Regions from separate parts of the Mus musculus genome. Here all the other regions are linked to region 3. Evidence: chromatin contacts called from public capture Hi-C and promoter capture Hi-C data. All regions are on one chromosome and are shown on one strand. The core of a region is the stretch at or near the end of the contact, and the rest is flanking DNA. Distances in the headings are between cores, read along the strand shown.

What was found. Promoter capture Hi-C pulls out the DNA fragments that hold promoters and counts their contacts. Capture Hi-C pulls out chosen DNA fragments and counts their contacts.
Region 1: a contact with region 3 is called in a promoter capture Hi-C map of liver, with 4 times the contacts expected there. The contact joins the enhancer-like site here to the promoter of Golga2 in region 3. A contact is called at or near these places in 2 of 39 promoter capture datasets (liver and pre-B cells), 1 of 484 Hi-C or Micro-C datasets (B cells) and 1 of 115 datasets of contacts at active chromatin or transcription factors (embryonic forebrain).
Region 2: a capture Hi-C map of embryonic stem cells shows a contact between it and region 3, with 14 times the contacts expected there. The contact joins the promoter of Coq4 here to the promoter of Golga2 in region 3. A contact is called at or near these places in 1 of 39 promoter capture datasets (embryonic stem cells), 1 of 115 datasets of contacts at active chromatin or transcription factors (embryonic stem cells) and 1 of 9 other capture datasets (embryonic stem cells).

Annotation. Positions count from the first base shown.
Region 1 is chr2:30,241,333-30,245,529 of GRCm38.p6, forward strand. All of the region lies in intron 2 of Lrrc8a (leucine rich repeat containing 8A VRAC subunit A), which reads left to right. Among named protein-coding and RNA genes, the nearest start is that of Lrrc8a, 5.7 kb to the left of the region's middle. Within about 2 kb of position 1,454, at least 109 of the 459 cell types and tissues checked have an H3K27ac peak or open chromatin away from gene starts, as enhancers often do. A contact at or near this core is called in liver, where this site is marked.
Region 2 is chr2:29,785,570-29,790,179 of GRCm38.p6, forward strand. Coq4 (coenzyme Q4) reads left to right here and starts at 1,924. Exons shown (of 7, transcript NM_178693.5): 1 at 1,924-2,788; 2 at 2,868-2,999; 3 at 4,334-4,430. The coding sequence starts at 2,716. Trub2 (TruB pseudouridine (psi) synthase family member 2) reads right to left here and starts at 2,102. Exons shown (of 8, transcript NM_145520.5): 1 at 1,934-2,102; 2 at 907-1,038. The coding sequence starts at 2,042.
Region 3 is chr2:32,285,273-32,289,859 of GRCm38.p6, forward strand. It overlaps Golga2 (golgi autoantigen, golgin subfamily a, 2), which reads left to right and starts at 3,054. Exons shown (of 26, transcript NM_001080968.2): 1 at 3,054-3,124. The coding sequence starts at 3,077. It overlaps Swi5 (SWI5 recombination repair homolog (yeast)), which reads right to left and starts at 2,797. Exons shown (of 5, transcript NM_175190.5): 1 at 2,614-2,797; 2 at 2,325-2,373.

The DNA of each region.
Region 1 (4,197 bases), core at 204-2,703, 2.0 Mb before region 3:
GAGGGATATGCGACTCTTACCATCACCCGTTCCTCCCTGCAGATCTCATTGGTGCGCATAGCTAGAAATGCTGCTGCCTGTGACACATTTCCCAAGAGGTGTCCCTTGGTCACTGAAGTTAGGGAACTGTGGTTGTTCCAGGACTTGTCAGAGCCTTGGAAGCGTGTTCCTGAGCACGACGAGTGGGAGCAGCCTTCACACTGGCGTGGTCCCACGCAGCTCTCTTGGAGATAGGAGCCTTTATACTCTGTATAGTTTGCCTTTTCTCTGCTTTTTGAGGCAAGGTCTCTTGTACCTGGGGTGGCGGCTACTACTTTCAAAATCTATGTAGTGGCTGCCTACTCCTGAGCTAGCCTCAAACAACAACTACTACTGCTATTACTACTATGACTTCTTTTTCCTTTTCTTCCTCTACCGTCTTCTCTAGTATTTTTTAAAATTGCTTATTTATTTTTATTTTATGTACACTGGTGGTTTGAGTGCACGCATGTCTGTGTGAGGGTGTCAGATCCCCTAGAACAGGAGTTACAGACAGGCAGTTGTGAGCTGCTGTGTGGGTGCTGGGTATTGAACCCCAGGTCCTCTGGAAGTGCAGACAGTGTTCCTAACCACTGAGCCATCTCTCCAGCCCCTCTTCTCTAGTTTTATTTCATTATGTGTATGAGTGATAAACTGTTTTGCCTGCATGGTGTCTGTACACCATGGGGGTACCTGGTATCCTTGAAGCTCAGAAGATAGCTTTAGATTCCCTTGAACTGGAGTTAGAGACAATTATGAGCTGTTGGAAATTGAACCAGGGTCTTCTCCAAGAGCAATAAATGTTTCTAACTCCTGAGCCATCTCTTCAGCCCTGGTTTCAAACTTGTGATCCTTTTACCTCAGCCTCTAGAGGGCTAGAAGTACAGATGTGCCCCTCCATATTGTTTAGAGTTTGACATCAGAGAAACGGTAAAGTCCTGACCCCATCTTCTCTTGGACACCTATTTCATGAAAGTCAGGTCACTTTGGGGCTACCTGCTTTTGTTTGTTTTTGGTTTTTGTGTGTGTGTTTTGGTTTTTTGAGACAGAGTTTTTCTGTGTAGCCCTGGCTGTCCTGGAGCTCACTCAGTAGACCAGGCTGTCCTGGAACTCAGAAATCCACCTGCCTCTGCCTCCCAAGTGCTGGGATTAAAGGCGTGCGCCACCACTGCCTGGCTGGGCTATGTGCTTTTTAGCGCTTTTGTTTCTTGGAAGGGCAGCCTGTGTCTGGCTCAGACAGGCTGCGGAGGCTGGCAGACAGAACAGAAGGCACATTCCTCCTGCAGCACCCCTGGGGCCCTACTGGGCCTTTCTGACTGTGTGGGGCATTGACATCAGAGAGGGAGGTGGAAAACGCCTGGTGTGTGGTGCTGTCATACTCTTTTGTTTATGGGAACAAGGTCAGCAGTGACTGCCCTGCCCTGTGGGAGCTTCCTGTTGGTTGTTGAGGAACTCTGTCCCTGGGGAGAGTTGGCTTGAACTGAAGCTTGCCTTTCTGGGCAGTGGAGAACAGGAAACCAGAGGAAGTGCCTATGTGAGATGGGAATTCCTTCTCTGCTTGTAAACAGTAGAGTCCATCATGCTGGGGTGAGGTGTGACCTCTGCTGTCTGCCTGAGCTAGGGCCCAGGTGCAGCTCAGGGAGAAGTGTAACATTTGAGTGGAATTGGATTGCTGTATATGCCTGAGTTTGTCACGTGACTGTTTGTCCTTACAGTACCTCTAGGTCAGTTTTGTATTGGTCGCAGAGAGTTTCAGACAGAAATCCCACAGGTTGGTTGGAAGACAAGGAAAAGGGCTTCCCAGTTGTTTGAGTCTACAGAGCCACTGATAGGCACAATTAAATATCAGTAGGTTTTTACAGATTTATTTATTTAGTTTATGTATATGAGTACGCTGTAGCTGTCTTCAGTCACAGCAGATTCATGGAACTGAGACTCTGGAAGGCTGTGACCCCACTGCAGATGTCCTGAGATCTCCTGGTAAGTTTTTTTTCTGTCTCTTGAGAGCTTGAAATCTCAAAATTAAATTGCTTGCTGCATTACAGCCTCACACTCCCTCTAGAGTAAAAGTGGCTGTAAAATTCCATGGTTTCACATGTGACCCCCATCTCCGAGGCGCATCTGCCAAACCTGTGCCCTCTCTGACACTCAGATGACAAATGTGTGCCCAGTTAGGTGGCATGGCAGAACCCTGGCCGGGGGCACCGTGCATTCCCCAGCTGGGTCCTTAGGTTCTGATTTGGGGAGTGGATAGGCAGCTTGCCTTTAGCTGGGTCCCCTTGCCTGCTTGTCCAGGCCAGCACCTGTTCCCCTGGTCCCACAGCAAATGGTTCTGCAGCCTGTCCAGGGTGCTTACACCTACATTTCTTAACCAATCTCAGAAGACACAGCAGATGTTCATAGCAGGTCATGACCAGTCTTCAAGGCTACTTTGTTCCCAGGGGTGCAGACCCAAAATTGGGCTCCAGTTTCCTTAACACCTGGAGTGCTAGAGGCCCCTGAGTATGACCTGCTTACAAAGGCCTCATTTCTGTCCATGCCTCGTCAAGAGGAGGCTCTTCCTAAGAAGCACCTCGAAAGGCAGTGGAGGTGGCGAGGCTGTGGAGGCAGCGAGGCTGTGGAGGCAGCGAGGCTGTGGAGGCAGCGAGGCTGAGGAGGCAGCGAGGCTGAGGAGGCAGCGAGGCTGTGGAGGCAGCGAGGCTGAGGAGGCAGCGAGGCCTGTGGAGGCAGCGAGGCTGAATAGGCAGCGAGGCTGAGGAGGCGGCGAGGCTGTGGAGGTGGCAAGGCTGAGGAGGCAGACCTGTCGTCTTAGGACTGCTTGGCACAGTAGCAAGTCGGATCTAGGTCTGTCGTGCCACCCGATCCTATAACATCAAATCCGTTCACCTCTCCGGACCTCAAGCTCTTCATATTGTAAGGGACTTTCAGCCCTCCTGTTCTGAGAGCAGCAGTGTGCCTGGAGTCCAGGCTGCTTTAGCTGGACAGGAGGAGCTCATGAGTTTACAGAGGCAGCCTGGGCAACATCTCAAACAACCCCTAATAAAAACTATAGTAAACATTTTTACTGCATAGAAATGATCCAAAAGCTTTTTGGGGACCACTTCATTTGGGGGACCCCCTGCAACCCTCCAAAAGAAACAAATATTACAGCTGTTTTACAGATGAGATGGAATTCTTTTCCCAAGTCACTCACTGGTGAGGTTGGGAGCCACCAAATGGTTTGCCATGATGTTGGAAGCTGAGGGGCAAGCAGAACTGGGCACATAGCAAGGGCAGTGGCTGGGTCTAAGCTATAACGGCTAAGCTGTATACTGGATTCCAGTGGCCAGTGGGGGTAGTCCAGGAGGTCGCCCTTGCCTGTTACCTTTTACCAGAACACAGCCGCACCCCTATGTGTTTGCAGAGGACAGACCTGTTTGGGAAGCCCTGCCCTAGTGCCAAAGCAGTTCAGGTACTTTAACCCTTCTGCTCCAGCCTGCCGGCTTCCCTGGGCTATGTCCCAGGAGGTGAGGGTAAGTCCCAAGCCCACAGTCTCTTACGCATTCCAGCTGGGCTTAGGAGTCTGGCCAGGATAGGGGGCTGGGTCCCAAATGAGGGTGAGACCTCCCACCTCCTGGCCTAGTACACGAGGAAGCATAAACCCTGGGACAGAGTCATAGGCTTGAGCCACTCAGTCTCACTGGGCCTCTAGTGACCAACCCTTCCCCTTCCCCAGGAACATTTTAGCCTCTCTCTACCTGCAGGGAAGTTTCCCCTTAGGTTCTGTTTGTGCTTCAACAAAGGGCTCTCTGTGCTCTGTATGCTCTGCGGCTGAGAGGGCCTGTAGCCCAGGTGCAGGAGCTGCCCGAGTCTCTGGACATGCATGTTTTGGTGGTCTCTCTCCAGATGGAAGGGGCAGCATGTAATCTCTCTCTCTCCCCGTGAGAGTGTGTGTGTGTGTGTGTGTGTGTGTGTGTGTGTGTGTGTGTGTGTATAGGAAGTATCAACAGGGGCTCAGTGGTTAAGAGCACTGACTGCTCTTCCTGAGGTCTTCAGTTCAATTTCCAACAGCCACATGGTGGCTTACAACCATCTGTAATAGGATCTGATGCCCTCTTCTGGTGTGCCTGAGGACAGCTATAGTATACTCATATAAATACAATAAATAAATCTTTTAAAAAAAAAAGATCAACAGAAAAT
Region 2 (4,610 bases), core at 674-3,173, 2.5 Mb before region 3:
CAAAACACAAAAACAAGAGCTGGCGAGGTGGCTCAGTGGGTAAAGGCTGCCACGCCTGATGACTTCAGTTTGATCCTGGGACCCATGGTGGCCTGAGAGAAGTGATTCCCAAAAGATGCCCTCCGACTTTCACACCCAGGCCTTGGTGTGCACACATACATACAAATAATACGTTTTTGTTTTTGTTTTTTTTTAATAAGGGACCTACCTCACAGAACTGGGGTGAGGACAAAGATAACATGATGTCTAATACAGAGCAGGTATTAATAACACAGGTCTACCAGAAGTTCTCAGCTTCCCTAGAGAGTCCTAGAATAGCTAAGAGTCAGCAAAGTGTAGTTCACAAGTCAAATCATCAAGTCTACTTTGTTTTGAGACTGGGTCTCACTGTGTTGCCCAGGTTGGCCAGGGACTCCTAAATTTAAATGATCCTTTCAGTCTCCCATAGAAGACAAAGGCTGCTGGACACCGGTGTTTATAACTGCTCTCAAAATAGCTGTTTTGTACTCCAGCCTTTTTTTTTTTTTTTTCCTTCGAGACAGGGTTTCTCTGTATAGCCCTGGCTGTCCTGGAACTCACTTTGTAGACCAGACTGGCCTCAAACTCAGAAATCCGCCTGCCTCTGCCTCCCAAGAGCTGGGATTAAAGGCGTGCACCACAACCATGTGGCTGCACTCCAGTCTTGACTAAAATACAAGAAGGTTCTCTCCTTTCCTACAGTCTAGAGATGCTTTGCATTACAATAGCAAAGAGGAGCAGAGCCAAGGAAAACACAAGGCTGTAGGCAGAAGCTGTTTAAAATCTTCCCTCTCTAGGGAAGTTTGCCAAACCCTGGGCTAGAAATCTAACTCAGGCCAGGGATTTCCTCTAACATCACGGCCAGGGTCCTGTCTGACTCTGCCTTACCAAGTCTGTGGGTGGTGAGGGAGGGTACATTGGTGGCTCTGAGAGTCAACTTCTTCTCTTCACTGCCTTCCACAGGGCCTAGCAAGAAGCGAACACGCTGATCAGGAGCAGGAGGCTGCTGGGCATTGAGACCTAAGCACAAAAGAACACAGTCAGTACTTTTCCAACCCGCAAGAGAAGGGGTAGAGAGATGGTAGCATAGAAGATGGATTTGTGTATCGTAGAAAACGTACTATGACTCCTTCAGAAGCCAGGTATCATTAATTCCAGCACTGGGGAGGCAAGAGGCGGGCCTATCTCTGAATTCAAGGCCTGACTGATCTACAGAGTTATTTCCAGGGCAGCCAGGGGTATACAGAGAAACCATTCTCTAAAAAGTGAAGAACAAACAAACAAAACAAAAATCCTAGGTTGGAAGTGTAGCTCAATTCATGGAGTGTTTGCACAATACGCAAGACGCCCCGGGTTCCATCCCCAGCACCCTAATGGGAGGTGGTACTACACAGATGTAGTCTAAGACCTTGGGTAGTGAAGGCAGGACAGTCAAAAGTTCAAGGTTATCTTCATCTTACATAGCAAATTTGAGGCTACATGACAGTTTTTAAGAAAATAAAAGAAAGGAAAAAAAGGCAAAGAAAAAAATTGGTGTTTGAGGGTCGGGGTGGTGGTCACGCTTGTGATCCCAGCATCTGGCAGGTGGAGTCAGGAGAGTCAGAATTCTCAGTGCCTCACTGATTTCAAGGTCGGATTAATTAGAAAAGACCCTGTCTCAAAAGGCAAAAAAAAAAAAAAAAAAAAAAAAAGTTCAAATTCTAACTCTGTAACAGAAACCGCGAAAAAAAACCCAACACTATAGAATGAATTTCTCTAAAGGAAAATAGCGGAGAGTGGGTAGTAACGAAATGTGTACAAGAGAAAAAAAACAAACAAACAAGAAACAGCTACAACCCGGCAAACGAACCACGTGACCTCACTCCACATCAGAAAGAACTAAAGCAAAACCGTGGGTCCGCGTCGGAGTTCTCACCTTTAAGCAGTTGCAACTCCACGGTCTCACGCAAGTGCAGCCACTTCAGCCCCGGAGGTTTATAGACAGCGAAGAGCCCCTGCAGCCGAGCTAGGCCAGAAGAACCCATGGCTGGAACTCAGCGGTTCAACATCATCCAGAAGCGGGGATGCGGGCGGAAGTGCTGCGTGGTCCTTTCCCAAATGTGGTCCCTACTGTAGGTAGCCGCCTTGTTTCCTTGGCAGGAAGAGGTTCTTTTCTTATTGCCCTCCGGGGGGGAAATAAGAGATGGAGAAGAAAATAGGGCCGGATATCGAGCAACCGAATTCTCGGTTATGTTATTTTTGAATTCTTTTCAGGAGTTTTTTGTTTGTTTGTTTCTCATATATCCCAGGCTGCCCTCAAACTTGCTAAGTTGCCGAGAATTCATTACTTTTCTGTCTCCACTTTTCCAAGATCTGGAGTGACGAGTAATTCACATCAGGCTTGGTTTTTGAGACAAGGTCTCTAGTACTGCCTTCGTACTTAAGAAATAGCCAAGAAGGATCTCGAACTGATCCTACGGCCTCCAGGTTTCAAATGCTGGGTTGACAGGCCTACGTTATAAATAACGCCTGGCTCACAGCAGTTGTTTTACTTCAGTGGCAAACAGATCTTGTGGCTTTCCTTCTCATGCTCCTGTCCATATTACAACATCTCCGATCAAAAAGCCACAGTGAGTGCAGTGTCCCAGGAGTCTTTTGACTTCTCGGGCCTCCGTAGTACCTGCGGAGCCCCGCCTAACCACGCGGACGTCCGCTGCCATGGCGACCCTGCTGCTGCTTCGCTCCCTGCGCCTCCACCGCAGTCTTCGGCCCCGTACGCGGCCAGCTGTAGGTGAGCAGCTCTGATTCCAGTGTCCGCGGCGACCAGAGGGACCGGACTCCTCTCACCTTTACCTCTTTTCTGCTCGCAGATGTACCCCTCAGGGCCGGGAGCCATGGCGCCCGCCTGCTGTACCCGGACCACATCCCAACCACCCCGCTGCAAAAGATGCTGCTGGCTGCGGGCGCGGCGGGAATGGCTCTCTACAACCCCTATCGCCACGGTAAGACGGTTTACTCTTCGGTCTCGAAAGCTGGGACCGGTGAAGACTTGGTTTGTGGGCATCCAAACCTGGCTGCGCCTATCATATTTCCCAGGATCGTTTATGATAATCAGGTGCCTGATTCTAGCTAGAACTGTTTTGGGTCTTCTGGGCACAGGGAGGAGAGGAAGAAAGAAACGTGAAGTCTACAAGTCTGCCTTTTTGTAATTCTTGGAAGAGTGTCACCCTAGCATATTAATCTCTGGGCTGAATGACCAGGTACACACCAAATTACAGCATTCTCACTGGGTAGTAAGTAAACTTGGTAAGGGCCATGATCTTCAGGATTTTCTTTGCTGAAACAGTTCAAGATCAGCTTCTTTTTGTTTGTTTGGCTTTGGTTTTTTCAAGACAGGGTTTCTCTGTGTAGCCCTGGCTGTCCTGGAACTCATTCTGTAAACCAGGCTGACCTCGAACTCAGAAATCCGCCTGCCTCTGCCTCCCAAGTGCTGGGATTAAAGGCATGCGCCACCACTGCCTGGCAAGATCAGCTTCTTTTTCCATACATACCCAGTCTTTGCTCAAAGAAAGAAAAGATGGGAGGAAGTAAAAGAAGAGACATGTGGCATGGTTTATATAGGATCTGGTGACTGTACCTGCACTCAACTCTAGCGCCATTTTTTAAAAATTGTTTTGTTGAGGCAAGGTCTCTTATAGACTGGGCTGTCCCCTAACTCCATAGATAGCCAAGGATGACTTTGAATTCCTGATCACCCTGCCTCCCTACCTCCTGAATGCTGGGACTACAGGTGTGTGCTACCCTCATACCCAGTTTATATGATGCTGGGAACCAAACTCAGGGCTTTGGGTGTGCTAAGCAAGCACTGTGTCAGCCTAGTTACTGCCATTCATCACCATTTAATCTCAAGGCCGGTGGAAACAAGACACTCTGTCTTGATAATGGTCTATGAAAGTGGTTCCTGCTGTTGATGAAAGCCTCCATATTCCTATAGGTTTGTAATGTTAAGGATAGTAGCTAGCCGGGTGTGGTGGCATACGCCTTTAATCCCAGCACTCGGGAGGCAGAGGCAGGTGGATTTCTGAGATCGAGGACAGCCTGGTCTACAAAGTGAGTTCCAGGACAGCCAGGGCTATACAGAGAAACCTAACTGTCCTAGTGGTACACGCCTTTAATATAGCACTTGGAAAGCAGAGGCAGAAAGATCTCTGAGTTTGAGGCCAGCCTGGTCTGCATAATGAGTTCCAGGCCAGCCTGTACTACAAAAAGAAACTGTCTCAAAAACAAACAAACAAAAGAATCCATTCTCTGTCTTTTCCCATCTCTGTCCTTTCAGACATGGTTGCAGTTCTAGGGGAGACCACAGGATGCCACACCCTGAAATTCCTCAGGGACCAGATGAAGAAGGATCCAGAGGGTGCCCAGATTCTACAGTAGGTCCCAACTTTGCTTTTGGCAGGGGTGTGTCTGTCCTCATCCTGTTAGGAGCCCTTCAGAGGACCATGGGTGGATATATTGCCTGGGACACTGCTCAAAGCCAGGAGCACGCATATATGTATGTGGGATTATACAATATGTCATCTTAGTCCTGTGTAAACCACAAGACTCTGCTT
Region 3 (4,587 bases), core at 1,804-4,303:
GGAATGAGTGAGCTTCCAAAGGAGGCTTGAATTTGTATTTTTATTTATTTATTTATTTTGGGTAGGCTCTTACTATGTAGCCCTGGCTGTCTTTGTAACTCACTATGTAGACCAGGCTAGTTTCAAACTCACTGAAATTCACCTGCTCCTGCCTCAGCATCCCAAGATCACCTGGTATTATTAAAACCAAGTGCCACCACTCCTGACCAGGGCTCATGTCTAAACGACAGTCACATACAGACTTCTGAAGTCAAAGGTTTGCCAAGCAACTTTAACGTAATTACAAGGTTCCTGATCACCTGCTTGACAGGTTTAAGGTGAATAATTAGAACCCTCAGCCTCAAGGATGTAGAAAATTAGGTTATTTTTCTTACCGTAAACAAAGTTAATGTCTTATGAGATTCCTAGAAAACTCTTGGGTGAGGAGGGAGGCTCAAGCCACCGTCTGGCCTTAAGTCTAGCCTACTGCTACCTTAACAATACCTATTCAAAAATATTTCCTTCTAAAGAAATATTAGGAGGCCAAAGAAACAACTTAGCTGGTACCAAGTCTAATGGCCTGGGTTCGATCACTGGACTCACACTCTCAAAAGCTGTGCTTTGACCTCCATATGTACTCTGTGACTTTCCAGTGCCCACAAAAACTAAGTACATTTTAAAATGTAATTTTAAATTATTCTAATTCCCTGGTGATGGAGAGATGGCTCACTGGTTAAGAGCACTGACTAGCCGGGCAGTGGCGGCGCACGCCTTTAATCCAAGCACTTGGGAGGCAGAGGCAGGCAGATTTCTGAGTTCAAGGCCAGCCTGGTCTACAGAATGAGTTCCAGGACAGCCAGGGCTATACAGAGAAACCCTGTCTCAAAAAACAAAACAAAACAAAAAAAAAGAGGTCTTGAGTTCAGTTCCCAGCAATGGTAGCTCACAAGCATCTGTAATGAGATCCGATGCCCTCTTCTGGTGTGTCTGAAGTCAGCTACAGTGTACTCATATACATAAAATAAATAATTTTTAAAAAATTAAAATCAATTATTAAAAAAAAAAAAAGCCAAGGCCTTTATTCTCAGTACTGGGAGGCTGAGGCAAGCACAACTCTAAGTTCAAGGACAGCCCTGACTCAATAAAACCAAGTAATAGTAATTTTAAAAAGAATACTTACTGTTTTTTATGTTGGCATCCTCTGCAGCAAATATTGTGCTGGGATCCCTGATTCTAAAATCAAGGTGGTACTGCAGGCTGGAAGAGATGCCCGTCTGCCTCCCGAGTGCTGGGATAAACGCCTGCACCGGCATTGCTTTGCTTACTGTGCTCTTTTTTCTCCGAGTCCCCATAATTTATCCTGGCTCTCTAGCATTTTGAGTTGCTAAGGCAGGAGGATGAAGAGTATTAAACTAGTGTGGGACCACAAAAGGGCATCCTTGAATACAGCCTGAGTCTGGGACCAGCCTGCCTCCATCTGAGGCTTAAAAGCCATCTTATTAAGTACAAAATACACTCAATCCTCTTTATGATTAAACCTGCTTCTCAAGGAATTGGGCTATGCCCCACCTAAAACCTTAACTTCAAATGGTTCTGCATGGCCTGTTACAGGGATGGCAGTCTTGTCTTTGTTCCAAAAAGTTGTTTATAACCATCTTGCAACCCCACCTTTGTTTCAAAAGGAAGACCTTGTTCTGCCCATCTTGCAATCATGTCTTTGAGGAGGTCATTTGGACTAACGGGTATGCTTATGTTCTGCCTCTGTAACCCCACCAAGTCCCCATTTAGAAACCCCCTACCCCTGAACTCTAAAAAGCCTTGTCGTCCTCAATCCGAGGCTGACTTTTCGAGCTCCGCCTTAGGGACCCGTTTACACGAATTAAAATGTTTGCTTTAACCAACTGTTTGCTTTGAGTTGGCCACTATGATTTGGGTCTTTCTCCTCTAATCTTTGGTATTGACAACTGTCTCAAAGGGAAGGGGTATAAAAAAAAAAGAAATTACTAAAAAGAAGCGAATCATCTAAAAGAGTACTTTAAAAATTCATCTTTTGAGGATGAGAAATGAATAACTTTGAGTTTTGGGGGTGGCATTGGGAGTGGTCAGCATAAAGATGCACATATTTCTTGACTGGGGAACCATGCAGGGACTGGTGGCAGGCTGGGTGAGGGGACAAAGCAACGAGCAAGAGCGGTTGGAGAAGCGTAGGCATCGGGCAGGTAGGACTGGGAGGGGAGGAACCCATGTCTGAGAAAGGAAAGAGAAGGAGTGGAATTAGGAAAGGGCTAAGCTTGGAGGCGACCGGCGGGTGCTGGGATGCAGAGGGGTGGGGCTGATATACTCACCGGTGATCGGTAGCCGCCATGGTAAAGTCGGCTGAATTCTGACTCACCCCTGGGGAGGAACCCGAGAAAAAGGCTGATGAGGATGGGGTTACCGAGGGGGCGCGGGAGCCGCAGCTGCAAGAGGTTGGGTCGGGACCCAGCTACTGGGATGGGGTGGGGGTCTTTGGGGTCGGGGTGCGCATCGTGGGAAGGGGAAAGTGTGGAGAACGGGTTACGGAGAGGCCTGGTGAGGAGGCGTGAGGGGTCGGGCAAGGGCTGGAAAACGAAGCGCGGCGCGCTCCTCACCCACCTCCTGAACCCTAAGGTCCGGGGCACCCGGAGTGGGGTGGGCTTAAACTCGGAAGGGTCCAGGGTTGGGGTTAAACGGCTGCTTCAGGGAACTAGAAACCGACGACGGAGACCACCAACCGCCCCACGTCAGGCTGCGCACGCACCAAGTTAAAGCGGTTCCGCCCCTGCTTCCCATAGGCCGCTGTGAGGGGTCATGGCTGCGCGCGCAGCTCTCGTCGTTAACTCCACCCGTCGCTCAGGCCTCGCGACCGCGTGGCCACGCCTCCCTGTCGTTCATCGTTCTCATCAGCCAATGGGCTTGGAGAAGGTAGGTCACGCTGGGTTTCCGAGCGTCCAAGGGGCGCTCTGCACCCGCCTTCTCTGGCCCTTGTAGAGAAGCCGTAGCTTCCGGAAGCAGTTTCGCGGTGGCTGCCGGGATCGTGGTGATGTGGCCCCCCCGCTTCCCCCCTCCCCGCCCCGGGATGTCGGAAGAAACCAGGCAGAGCAAATTGGCTGCGGCCAAGAAAAAGGTAAAGCGCTCCGGGTCGCGGCCCCTTGACCCCACCCGAGCTCCTCCAACGGCAGGACCCATGACCAGAGTCCGAGTCTTTCCCGAGACACACGGGTAGAAGAACCCCTCAGCGCCCTGGGCTCCCCCAGTGAAGTCTTCTCAGCCAGCCCCGCCCCCTCAGCAACCCAGCCCCCGCCCTCTCAGTCGCCCCTAGGTGACTTTGGTCAGTGACACAGGGTCTCTTAGCCCCCGGCTCCGGACGCTCCAATCCAGACCTCCCAGGGCACCTGTCTCCAAGGTCCTCGGTCCTGGCCCTGTAGGCGACTCGGGCGTTGGTAGTATGGAGTGGAATGTAGTTACGTCACAGTCCCCCCTCGAAACTGTCATTACTACTCCGAGTCTGGTTTGGATTGCTCCACCTGCTCACCTAATGTTGTTGCCCCTTTTCCCGTTTCTCTGGTGGAGAACCCATTTCCACCTGGAAGGGAGCCCAAGTGTGGAATCTAGTGCGGAGACGCTGTAGGCGCCCGCATTCCCTTAACTTAGCATTAGTGTGAGCACAACACTGTCAGCACCCCTTGCTGACATGGATTGGTTTGGTTTGGATTTGGTTGTCTGCTCTCTAGAGAGACTGTAATCTCTCTGGAGCAAAACGCATGTTATAGTGTTGATCAGTGTCTTGGGGAACTGAACTTAACTTAAAATTCAGCCAGAATGTCTTTTCCAACTGGGGTGGTGAGAAGCACGGGATGCGGGTGAGGCATCTCACGGGAAACATCACTTTCCCATGCTTCTTTTGAGAGAAAAAAACCATAAAAGTCTGGTTTGGCATTTTCATAGATTTGTAGAGACTTCTCTCTGCGATGACAAGGGCTGTGCCCTTTCTGTTCCCATGTTCACTAAAGCCGTGGCTTCACGGTTTCTGCCCTTCTGTCATGTTGTAAACTTAGGAAGCAGGTTTAGGAAGTACTGCGGTGTACCTTTAGTATGTGTTGCTAAAACGGCCCCAGTGGAGTTAGGAGTGGAGCTGAGTTGTTAGGGTGTTTGTTTAGTATATACAAGGGCCTGTTCAGTACTCAGCGTAGTTTGCAAGAGTGGTGGCCTACCATGTATGAGGCTCTGGCTTGGATCCTGCAATGGCATTAGCTGGGCAGAGCAATGCATGCCTCTAATTTCCAAGACTGGAGGTAGAGGCAGAAGGATCAGGCCTTCAAGGTTATTTTTGTCTATATATGGAATTTGAGACCAGCTTGGTATATGGCATACCCAATATTGGGGCTGGAGAGAGGTTCAGCAGGTAAAAGCACTTGTTGCTCTTGCAGAGGACCTGGGTATAGCTCCCTTCACCCACAAGTCAGCTAACAACTATCTCAGCTAACTCCCTGGCTAGATGTTGTATATTATGCCCTCTTCTGGCCAATTAGGTTACTGCATGTACATGATGTACAGACATACATGTAAGCAAAAACAAACAACTACCCT